2 separate regions of the Gossypium hirsutum genome follow, and region 1 is linked to region 2. A link is a contact called in public Hi-C data. All regions are on one chromosome and are shown on one strand. Each heading gives the region's core, a stretch centred on a gene start, on an enhancer-like site or on the middle of the called end of the contact. The rest is flanking DNA. Distances are from core to core; before and after follow the strand shown.

The links. A called contact is a pair of places that touch in the nucleus more often than the background predicts.
Region 1: a contact with region 2 is called in a Hi-C map of leaf, with 5 times the contacts expected there. The contact joins the enhancer-like site here to the promoter of LOC107960091 in region 2. A contact is called at or near these places in 3 of 34 Hi-C or Micro-C datasets (leaf and petal).

Annotation. Positions count from the first base shown.
Region 1 is chrA05:44,417,170-44,422,853 of Gossypium_hirsutum_v2.1, reverse strand. It overlaps LOC107960083 (a long non-coding RNA gene), which reads right to left and starts at 4,597. Exons shown (of 4, transcript XR_001701090.2): 1 at 3,991-4,597; 2 at 3,832-3,901; 3 at 3,235-3,539; 4 at 859-3,149. Within about 2 kb of position 1,808, at least 3 of the 9 cell types and tissues checked have an H3K27ac peak or open chromatin away from gene starts, as enhancers often do.
Region 2 is chrA05:43,583,260-43,588,812 of Gossypium_hirsutum_v2.1, reverse strand. LOC107960091 (protein SMAX1-LIKE 6) reads right to left here and starts at 1,642. Exons shown (of 3, transcript XM_016896303.2): 1 at 62-1,642. The coding sequence starts at 1,314.

The DNA.
Region 1 (5,684 bases), core at 559-3,058, 830 kb before region 2:
TAGTGATATTACATCACGACATGCATGAGACAGAGATGGGGTGGGATTGAACGCTGTGTGCACAGTCGAGAAGAGCTACAACAATGAATAGCATTTGGCTAAGGGAGGAAGGAAATGGGAGTTTTTTTTGGAAAGAATAGTGATGGATAGCAGGTTGGACAAGATTCAAGTCAAAATTACGGGAAAGAATCATGGTCTAATGTCAATCCTATATTGGGATTTAATTTGAAGGGATCTGCAATTAAAAAAATTTGATTGGGGTGGGATCCTCTAATATGTCAAGCCTGGTGATTATGGAGCGTGATTTGGATGATAACCCAATTAAAAATGTTGAGGGAAATAAGTGACAACGTTTTGATTTTTTTATCTCTAACGTTTCTAGGAATCAAGATTCGCTAGTGATCAATGATGGGCATATTGCCCATAATCAACAGTAATCGGCGGACAAAATGAAGATCTTATGTTGGAATATCCGCAGGTTGGGGAGTGCGCATGCAGTACGTAGACTTCAGCATATACTAAATATTTATAATCTCCAAATTGTCTTCTTTATAGAGAAAATTAGAAGGCGTTGTGGAATTTTTAATGGTGTTGATGTTCCTGCTGATGCTACTTACAGAGGGTTGAGTTTTGGATGGAATGGAAGATAGTTAGTTACTCTTAGGAGCTTATTGAGGAACTACATTGATGTTGAAATTCAGGAGAATAAGGAAAATACATGATGGAGGTTTATAGGCTTTTATGGGGCACCAGATGTGAGAGAAAAGGTTGAAACGTAGAACCTACTTCGGACATTGGGTAGGAATAGTGATTTACCATGGCTAGTTAGAGGAAAATTCAATGATATCCTCTACGTGCATGAAAAATAAGGAGGATTACTAAGAGAGGAAGATAGAATGGAGGAATTTCGTACGAACTTTAGAAGACTGCCAATTGGGGGATATAGGTTATTCGGGTCCATGGTTTACGTGAGAGAGGGGGAATGTGATAGAAAGGAGAATTAAGGAAAGAATTGATAGAGAGGTAGCAACTTCAGAATGGTTACAACTCTTCCCAGAATGTTCGCTAAGACATTTATCTTACTCATTCTTAGATCATTGTCTACTAATCCAAATGGAGTATGAGGGGTTGAGAAGAAGAAAGAGTAGGTTTTATTTTGAAGCTTGGCAGACTTTAAAAGAGACATTAGGGAGAAATCATAAGATGATGGGAAGAGAGTTCAGGTGGTTTTATGGATAAAATTGTGGCTCTCACTGTTGGAATACAAACTTGGGTAGGAAAAAAAAAGACAGGAAGTGAAGTAGTTAATGAAAAGATTAGAAGAATTGGATGACTATGACAGATCGGACGAAATTTTGGCTGAGTTGTGGATGTGAAATTACATTTAAAAATGGAGATGGAAAAGGAAGAAAGGTATTGGAAGCTAAAGTGAATTGGCTGAAAATGGGAGAACAAATACTTCATTTTTCCATAATCATGAATCTTAGAGATGGCGCATGAATCAAATAGGGGGTCTATAAAGGGAAGACGATACACTGACCTTTGATCTTCATGAGATGGAAGATATTGCTCGAAACTATTTTAAAAATTGTTTGAGACGAAAGGGGTTGGAAATCTTGAACATGTGCTGCCTGGGGTATCAACAAAAGCTTCGGGGACAAACAGCATTCCAGCACTTTTCTACCAGAAATTCTGGCAAATTGTTGGTAAAAATACTAGCTCTTTCTATTTGAATATTCTAAATAATGGAAATTCTTTGGAAGATCTAAATAAAACTAGTATAGTTTTAATACCAAAGATTTCTCATCCTTTTAATCAAAAAAACTTTTGCCCTATGAGTCTATGTACGGTGATTTATAAGATTATTGCTCAGACTGTTGCTAATCGCCTACAAAAGGTTATGGACTTTTGAGTTGATGATTCTTAGAAGAGCACTTTTGTGTCGGGTCAACTTATCACTAATAATGTGCTACTTGCGTATGAGGTGCTTTATGCATACAAAAACAAAAGAACATGAAGAAATTGTTTTATGGCTTTAAAACTAGACATGAGCAAAGCTTATGATGGAGTTAAATGGCCTTTCCTTAAAGGTATGATGTTGAAAATGGGCTTTGCATGTCCTTTTATTGATTTTGTCCTCCATTGCATTCGTACGGTGTCGTATTCTATCATGATTAATAATGAAGGGTAAGCTTTAAACCGTCTAGAGGGCTGAGACAAGTGGATCCCTTAAGCCCTTATCTATTCTTATTGTGAGGGGAGGGTTTATCGGCTCTTATGAGATTAGCAGGGCAAGAAGGGCAAATAGCAGGAGCAAGAGTTTGTCAAAATGCCGCTCCAAGTACTCATCTTATGTTTGTGGATGATTGTATACTTTTTAGAGAGGTCACGGAGAGGAGGGTTAATGTAATAAAAAATATTCTTTGTGAATTTGAAGTCTGCTCGGGTCAGTGTGTTAATTTTGAAAAATCCATTACTTTCTTTAGCGCGCTAATGTAACTGGCCAGGATAAAGATATGGCACCTCAAGTACTTAATGTTCATTGCTCTACAGATCTAGAAAAGTACTTGGGATTACTAAATATGGTATGTAGAGGAAGGAGGGTGGTGTTTCAAGGTTTGAAAAATAGATTGAAGCAGAAGATAAACAGCTTGAATAACAAGCATCTTTCACAAAGAGGAAATGAGATGTCTATCAAAGTTGTGCACATATACGATGCTTTGTTTTATAATGCCAAAATCCCTCTGTGTGATACTGGAGAATATCATAGGGAATTTGTGGCAAAAAAGTCAAGGGAAGCGGGAGATACATTGGTGGGATTGGAGGACTTTGTGTGCTATTAAGGAATACGGTGACATAGGTTTAGAAGTCGATCGAAATTTAATGTGGCGTTATTAGCCAAGCAGGGTTGGCGTTTGATATGTAATCCTAATTCGTTATTGGTGCGCACGTTAAATGCCAAATATTTTAAAGATACAAATTTTTTGAATTCCAGTTTAGGTAATCTACCTTCTTTTACCTAGAAAGTCTGTGGGCTGCAAAAGGGCTCTTTCAGATTGGGTTAGGCTGACGGATTGAAGATGGAATGAAAGTCTCAATTTGGAAGGATGCTTGGGTTCCTGGAAGTGGAGAATCCAAAGTGCAGTATACTGGAAACAAGTCGAGTTTGAACAAAGTAGTAGATCTTATTGATTCAAGAACAATAAGATGGAAAACTGATTTGATTGAAAATACCTTTACAGAGGTAAATGCTGGAAGAATTTTGTGCATTCCTCTATTGATGAAATCGCACGAAGACCACATTATCTAGCCTGGGGAGGCTACGGGGAATACTCAATTCGTAGTGGTCATAAACTATGTACATAATCCTATGCTGACAAATTACAAACAGTTTTAGAAGCGGCTTTGGAACTTAGATCTACCCTCAAAAGTAAAAATTACAAGTTGGAGAATTTCATGTAATTTTTTGCCTACCTTCAACAACCTGCACTAGAGAAGATTGGCTGGATCTACAAATTGCCCAAGATGCCAGAATGAAGCTGAAATGAGGGAGCATGTGTTTAGGGACTGCCTTATCACAAAAGAAACATGGGAGAAATTACATGTTACTTGGCCGATAGCAGTGGCAAATACTGAATACAGAGAATGGATAAACAATATTTTTTGAGACTATTCCTTTATACAAATGCAGGATGGTTACATGTCCTATTTGGGCAATTTGGTCATCAAGAAATAAGTTTATTCATGAGGGAGAGCAAAAATCAGGATCCCAGATAGCAGATTATGTGCAGAACTACTTAAAAGAGCAGGAAGGGTTGAATGCGAACTTACTAGTTCAGATAAAGAGCCCGAGAAGATGCAAAGCACCAAGTAGGACTACTGTTAAAGATAAAATTTGATGCTGCATTTAACAGTCAAAAGGAAAAAAAATCTTGTTCAGTGTGGTGATTAGAGATGAAAATGGAAAAGTGATTGGCTCAAGAACAATACTGCATGAGAACATATCGTCAGTGTTCACAGCGGAGGCAATGGCGTGTCTTCAGGCGATCCGGTTGGGGATAAATCTCCGGTTGTCGATGGTCAAAATTGAAGGAGATGCACAATCGGTGATAAGGAAACTGCTAACAGAGGAGGAAAATAGATCTGAGATTGAAGCATATATTGAAGATTCAAAGCGTTTATGTACTAGGTTCTGTTCATTTGTCTTTCGATTTACCCACAAAGAATCGAATAGGGTTCCTCCATATGCGGCGGAATAGGTGGAAACAAACCGATGATGGGTAGAAGTTTCAAACTGATGTTAAAAAAGACCCATCTTCAAGAGTGGCTGAAGAAGAAATGAATCGATTTTCCAGATGAAAAGACTGAAAGATTGAAATGAAGAGGGGCTTTTTTGCAGTTTTCCAATGCGATTGTTGCTTTTCAGGAGTTGAGCATAATTAATGAATACAGCTGAGGCTAAGAAGTCTCTAAAGCTACCTCCGTCAAATTAGCTGGATCTCGACTTTATGATTTTGGGCTTATGTTGTTTATTTTGTTATTCATCATTTCGGCGTTTGCTTTGTTTTGTTTCTAGGAGCTCTTTATTTGGGCCTCTGATAGTTTTTGAATAAAAAATTCCAGTTATTTCTCTAAAAAAACATTTGCTAATAATAGAGTTTTATTATTTCAAATATTTTTAATAAAAAGATCCTTTAATAAATTAAAATACACTAATATTATCTTTATTAATAAAGGTATTGTAAAGCAACATTATATTGTTAAGAAAGTGTCAAGTGTATCTAACATGTTATTTTAATCGATATTTTTTTGATGTATATCAAATATTGTAAAATAACATTATGATTCATCACATTTCAATGACTCGTATTCAATTTGAATCTTAATTCGAGAAAACACCAAAAATTTAAATATATATATATAACTTTTAAAAAATAAAAGAAGGCTGCGAGCAAACAAAATATATTTTTTGTTGGATCAATTTAAAACCATAAGTTAGAGCCCAGGAAAATATAAAGTGGGCCGCTACAGAAATCTTGATTAGTCGGCCTAGGGCAGTGGAAGAGTTGTTATGGCTGGACCTGCTACAGAAAAAAAGTTATGATATTATCTTAAATAAAAAAACACAAAAAAAAAATATTTTATATCAAAATTTTATTACTTCCATTTTGTTATTGGGTTTATAGGTATAAAAATTCCTCAAAAAAAAAAAAAACTAAAAAATAAATTAAACTCCTCCATTAATAATTTCTATCTTTAATCATGTTGTCCGTTAAAATCATTTGATGGACTAATTAGATAGCAACATGTGGTAGGTCATGGTTAATCTTTTATTTTTTAATAAAAATAATAATTTTTTTATAAAAAATCTTGTAAAAATCCATAATATATATATTTATAATTTATTATAATTTTTACAGGTTTTTATAATATATGTTTATAAGTTTTTTTTTATATAAAACATATTAAAAATATTTAAATTTTTATATGAACTTATAAAAATTATTAAAAATTTCATAAAAATTTATAGAAATTCTAATAAATTATCAAATTTATCAAAAAAGTCATTTATTGCATTTTAATTTTGAAAATTAAACACCTAAAATCAAAATGAACACGAGGCATCAAATCAACCATTAGATAATAATAATAGTATCATACTATTGGGGTCATTTTCATGTTAA
Region 2 (5,553 bases), core at 393-2,892:
CCAACATAAAAGATAGTATAAAATAAAATCTCCAAGAAAATTGATAATTCAATTTACATACCTGGACTTGGGATAAGACTGAGCCAATGAATTCCTAACCGAAGTTATAGGCAAAATCTGCAAATCCCAGTCTTTTTCAACTGAAGGAAACCTACTTAGAAACCTCAAATATGTCTGGTAACTTGTTGCAGCTCCCAGCAGCCAGAGTTTCCCTCCATAAACTTGTAATAACCTCGTTAACTGTCCAACTACATAACTAACCCCATCTTCATCCACAACCTTGTCGTCGTCGTCGTCGTCGTCATCATCATCATCATCATCTTTTTCACTCTTGTCACTGACAAGATTTTTCAGATCCCCGTAATTCACCACCAACCCGGATCCGGATCCTTCAACTTCCCGACCCATTTCTTCAAATTTTAAATCCATCTCCCCTTTATTAAAGCCTTGATTAGTAGTGCACTTGGAAATATAATTTTGGATGCAAATTATGTTTAACCCCGAAATACCTTTAATCAAGAAGCCATCTTTTTTTTGGTCCAAACAATCAGTGAAATTGGCGAGTGCATCGTTTGCACATACACCAACAAGTAGTCGATTCCTCCTTCGCGCCAAAACCTCTCCTACTCTCTTACAGTTTTCTTCTCCTCCATAAAAAGATGCAAAACCCGGGAACGGGAAACTGAAGCCGCCATGACATGGAAACCTGGTGTTTTCATAACCCGGATCCGAATTTTCTAGATTGCAAAGAAAAACCGGTGGGCCACGTGGTCGAGAGTATCTTAGGAGATTAGGGAGGGGGCGGATGATTGCCAGCTTGACTTCGGAGCTCCGAAATCCCGCCTCGCCGAAGACCCGACTAACAACAGGGTCATCCAGGATGGATAACATCAAGTGTTGGAGCTCCACTTTGACACACGAGATACTGGAAGGATTTTGCTGCGACATATCGCGATAAAGGTGGAAATTTTCGGGCTGCCTTCGCTGGTTCGCCTGAGACCGCTTTATCGCGGCCATGAGCGAGTTGGAGACGGGCGGGTCGTTGCTGAGTTGACTCGAGGGGACTCGGTCCAATGACACGCTAAGGCAAAGCTCCAACGCTTTGAATTGGAGGCGAGGGGAGTAAGCCGCGTTACGAGCACGTGCACAGGCGTCACGTAACGGGGACGAAGGGAGAGAGAGAAGAGCAGAAACGGCATGGAGCGAGGTCGTTTGCGCGTGTCCCCTCCGTCGCGCGACTCTCACCGCCTCGTCTAGCGCGTGAGCTGCCTCTGGCGTTAAGCATTGCCGCGCTACACTTACCGGCGTAGGCATCGCCGGGTATCATAAAAAGCCAAAAACTTTTTTTTTCTTGATTAAAAAAGGAAAAAAAGAAGGTAAACTAAAAATATATATTTGTTTGTTTATCAGAAGTGCAAGGGAGAGATTTTTTTTTTTTTATAAAAGAAAAAGGGACTTTTATGGAGGACAATAGTATAATTAATTATTTATTTATTTTCCCTCTAAAGGGGAACTGTTGGCTGTCTAAGTCGGGGGTTAGTGGGGTCCACTGTGGAGGAGATCATTTGGAACGACAGGTGGTGAATTTAGATTCTCTACTATATACACAAAAGGATTTCCTTTTTCTCTTTTATGCGTATATGCTCCTCTCTACAAATATGATTTCTTTCAATTTTAAACTTGTTAAACAATTGGTTTTTGTTTTTGAAATAATTAACACTTTAATATTTAATATTTTTTATGGCAAAATAACGACTATAGGACTATTTTTTCTAAAAAACTTAAGGTTTTGGGTCGGTTTTTATTTTAATTAGGGATATAGATCGATTTAGTTAGAAAACGCCCTTAATTAGTCGCACTTTGTAAATCCCAACAGTTTTTTTAACTTATCGCCAATGATAAAAAAAATTTAAAACCCTAATAGTAACTTTTTTTACCCTATAAATACCCCTCAATTTTTATTTTTTCATTCACATCCTTCTCTCAACTCTCTCAATCCTCTCAAACCCTCTCAAGTCTCTTGTTTTTAAAAATTTTCAATATTTTTATTTAATTAAAATTTTTATTTTTTAAATTATCTCATTTTTATGAATGACCGCCTTTCTAATCCGATTCAACGACAAGTATATTTCTGCTGCCTAATTAGTAATGGTAAAACCGAAATTTAAATTTCGTTAATTTCAATAATGTTAAATTTAATTTTTTATTATAATTATAATTTTTTGTGTAAATAAACAGATGATCCTGTTCTGGATAATTTCATCCATAATATAAGAAAGCATGTAATTCCTGAAATTCATGGCCACTTGCAAGCGGTTGTTTTCTTACATGCGTCTAGCATGTCCGGGGACTACAAACTCAATTTGCAACTAATTAGCGCATTAGTGGAAAGATGAAGGCCCGAAACACACACTTTCCACCTTCGATGCGGCGAGTGTACAATCACACTCGAAGACATAGCGCTACAATTTGGTTTGCCAGTGGATGGACCAGTCAGCACGGGATCTAGGATAGTTCCGAACAAAGTGACCCTCTGCCAATCACTGTTGAAGAAGGTCTCGGACAAGTTCGAAGGTGGTTGAAAATTGATGAACTAGTTGAAGGATAATTTCGATGAGCTCCCTAAAAACCTTAAAGATCGAACGAAGGAGGTGATACAACAATACACCCAAGCATACATCTTGAGGTTAATCAGGGGAATTTTAATGCACGACAAATCTCAAAATTTGGTGCATGTAAGGTGGCTACTACATCTAGTGGGCTTCAATGGTTGCGTGAAACTAAGTTAGGGATCTGCAATATTGTCCACGTTATATCGAGAGATGTGTCGAGCCATGAACCCGAGGTCAACGTCGATCGGTGATTGTTTTCTCCTGCTATAGTCGTGGGCCTGGTGGAGACTACCATTTTTACATCTCAATGTGGTCGACCTATAAATGTTCCCCTTGGTGACGAGGTAAACATCATTTATTAACAAATACATAGTTTGTACAATAATTTTTATTATTATATGTTTCGATTAACATATCGCTTGTACAGGTGGAACCATGGGCCGAGCTACATGGGACTGCCTAAGGTAATAAAAGATATTAGGCTGTTGTTAGATCAATGAAGCCGAGGTTAGTTACCTATTCTTTCGAACCTATATTAATTACGTAATTATTCGTAAAAAAGAAATTCATAAATAACGATATTTACAATTTTTCTTATCAGTTTGAATGGATGTCGTACGCCAACACCGATGTCATATCCTGTATTCCGTCGGAAGTGTTGCGCAATCAGCAGATGTGGGATGTGAAGGTGTCGTTGATAGTGTACACGAGAGTGGAAATGCATGAAATAAATAGGGTGTTGTGGCAGTTCAAGTGGAGGCAACGAATTTCGCCGCCACCGCAATATCTGAAGGATTTGCACAAGGTAGACATGTGGGGGAAGGACAACATTGACTAGTCGGTGCGACACGTGGAGCACATCGACGTATGGGATCTTAGGATGCAGTCCATACCCGTTCGCGAATAATTTTTCTCAGTGGACACGACGACAGTTGATGGTTACTTGGCATGGTTCAGAAATGTAAGTGTGCTGAGGCGTGTTATCACATCCCCGACCCCTTAAAATTACCTAAGAATTTCTTTCGAAAATCCTGAACACTTTCAAAATACTCTAAACCCAAAATAAAAACCCTAATAAAAACTCTAACCCTAATAAAATAAAAACCCTAACCCTGGAAGAGAGAATAGGAAAGCGCGTCCTAATAAAATTGGCCTATATCTCTAATTAAAAATAAAATCGATCCAAAACCCTAATTTTAAAAAAATGGCCTATAGGCCTTATTTTTTCCTTTTTAAAAGTTAAAATGATAAAATAAAATTGTTAAAATTTATAATGTTTTAAGTTGTGTATTTTTTAATCATATAATTTAATTTTTTAAAAAATATACTTCAATTATTATCGAACTAAATCAACATCATATTAATTTGTCAAGCCAATTCAATTAAGGAAATATAAATATTCAATAGTAATTTCACATACAAAAGTCTGAAATTGATAATATACGGAGAAAATATGAAATATGAAGTATGAAACATAAGAAGAAATCGTGATTTTAAAATATCCTCTAATTATAAAAATTATTTGGATAAAAATTTGAATTTTCATTGAATTATTATACAGTAGGAAAATTATTAAAATATTTTTATTTTTAAAAAGTAATAAATAAACATTAATATGAAAGTATTTTTTTTTATTTTTAAGTAAAATTTTAAACATGAGGCATATGAATTTTAAATTTTTAACTAACTATTTCAACTAATATCTTATTTGGTGTTAATCTACATATTATAAATCCTATTAAACATATCAATGCGAAAACCACGAATTTAAAAAATAAATATGTATTTAAAAATAATATATAATAAACAATGAAATTTGTTGTTTTAAACTAATTAATCATAATGACACATGAAAATTATGATATTAAAATAAAAAATAGATTAAATTATGAGTAAAATGAAATTTAAACACATAAATATATCAGATTAACAATATTAAATGCACTACAATTGTTTATCGTGGTATTATCGTCAATTGTGAGTTAGTGTCGAGTTGCCTTGCAGGGGCGAAGCCAAAACAAATTGTTAAGGGGGGCCAGATAAAATTTTAATTTTTTATAGTTTATATCTTTATAATTTGTAAAGGATTAAATCGAAATTGTTCTCCACAAGTCGATTCGATTTCAGCATTCGCAACTTGTCTGCTTGCCAAGGAGAAGTGCTTGGCCCAAGACACCGAGGTTTTAATTATCTCCTCCGAGCTCTATGATTTTCCTTGAAAACTGAAGAGGTTATGATTCTTCCATAGGAGCCAAGCCAATAGTCCGAAGAGGCACGCCCAACTAGTTTCCCCACCATGGGAATTTGGGTTGACCTATAGATTAAGAGACAACTCGTGCAAAGTTTAAGTCTTTATTAAAACAACGTGAAAGAAGCTTTCACCATTTCTTTTTATCTTTGGTGATCGAGAAAGCACATGTATGCTCAAAATCAAGTGTAGGTAGGGGTTTTTGTCTCAAAATAAAAATAAAAATTATTTTATTAGTTTCTTAATTATTTGCAAGGTTTTGAGTTAATTTAATGGAAAATTATATTTCGGTTCTCCTAAAACCTAAAATTTAATTATGTCCTCTCCAAAAGTAAAGAGTTTATGATTTAATCTCTTGAAAATTGTAAAATTTATATTAATACAATGACAAAATTATATTTTCAACTCCCTCAAAAATTTAAAATTCAAATCTAATTCCATCAAAAAAAATATAATTCAAATATCTCATAAGTGTAAAAGTTGGTTTTATTTACCAAAAATTATTTCAAGAATTTTGTATTTATACTAATATAAATTTGACTTATAATATATTAAGTTTAACACTTATGGGAGTCAAGATTAGGGTAAATTTTCATAATAAAACTCTAAATACATTAATTTGAGACCTAAAGCATTTTTCTATTTCATTCTTAAAAGTTATCCTCTCAAGTATAATCATAAACCTCTCAAAAT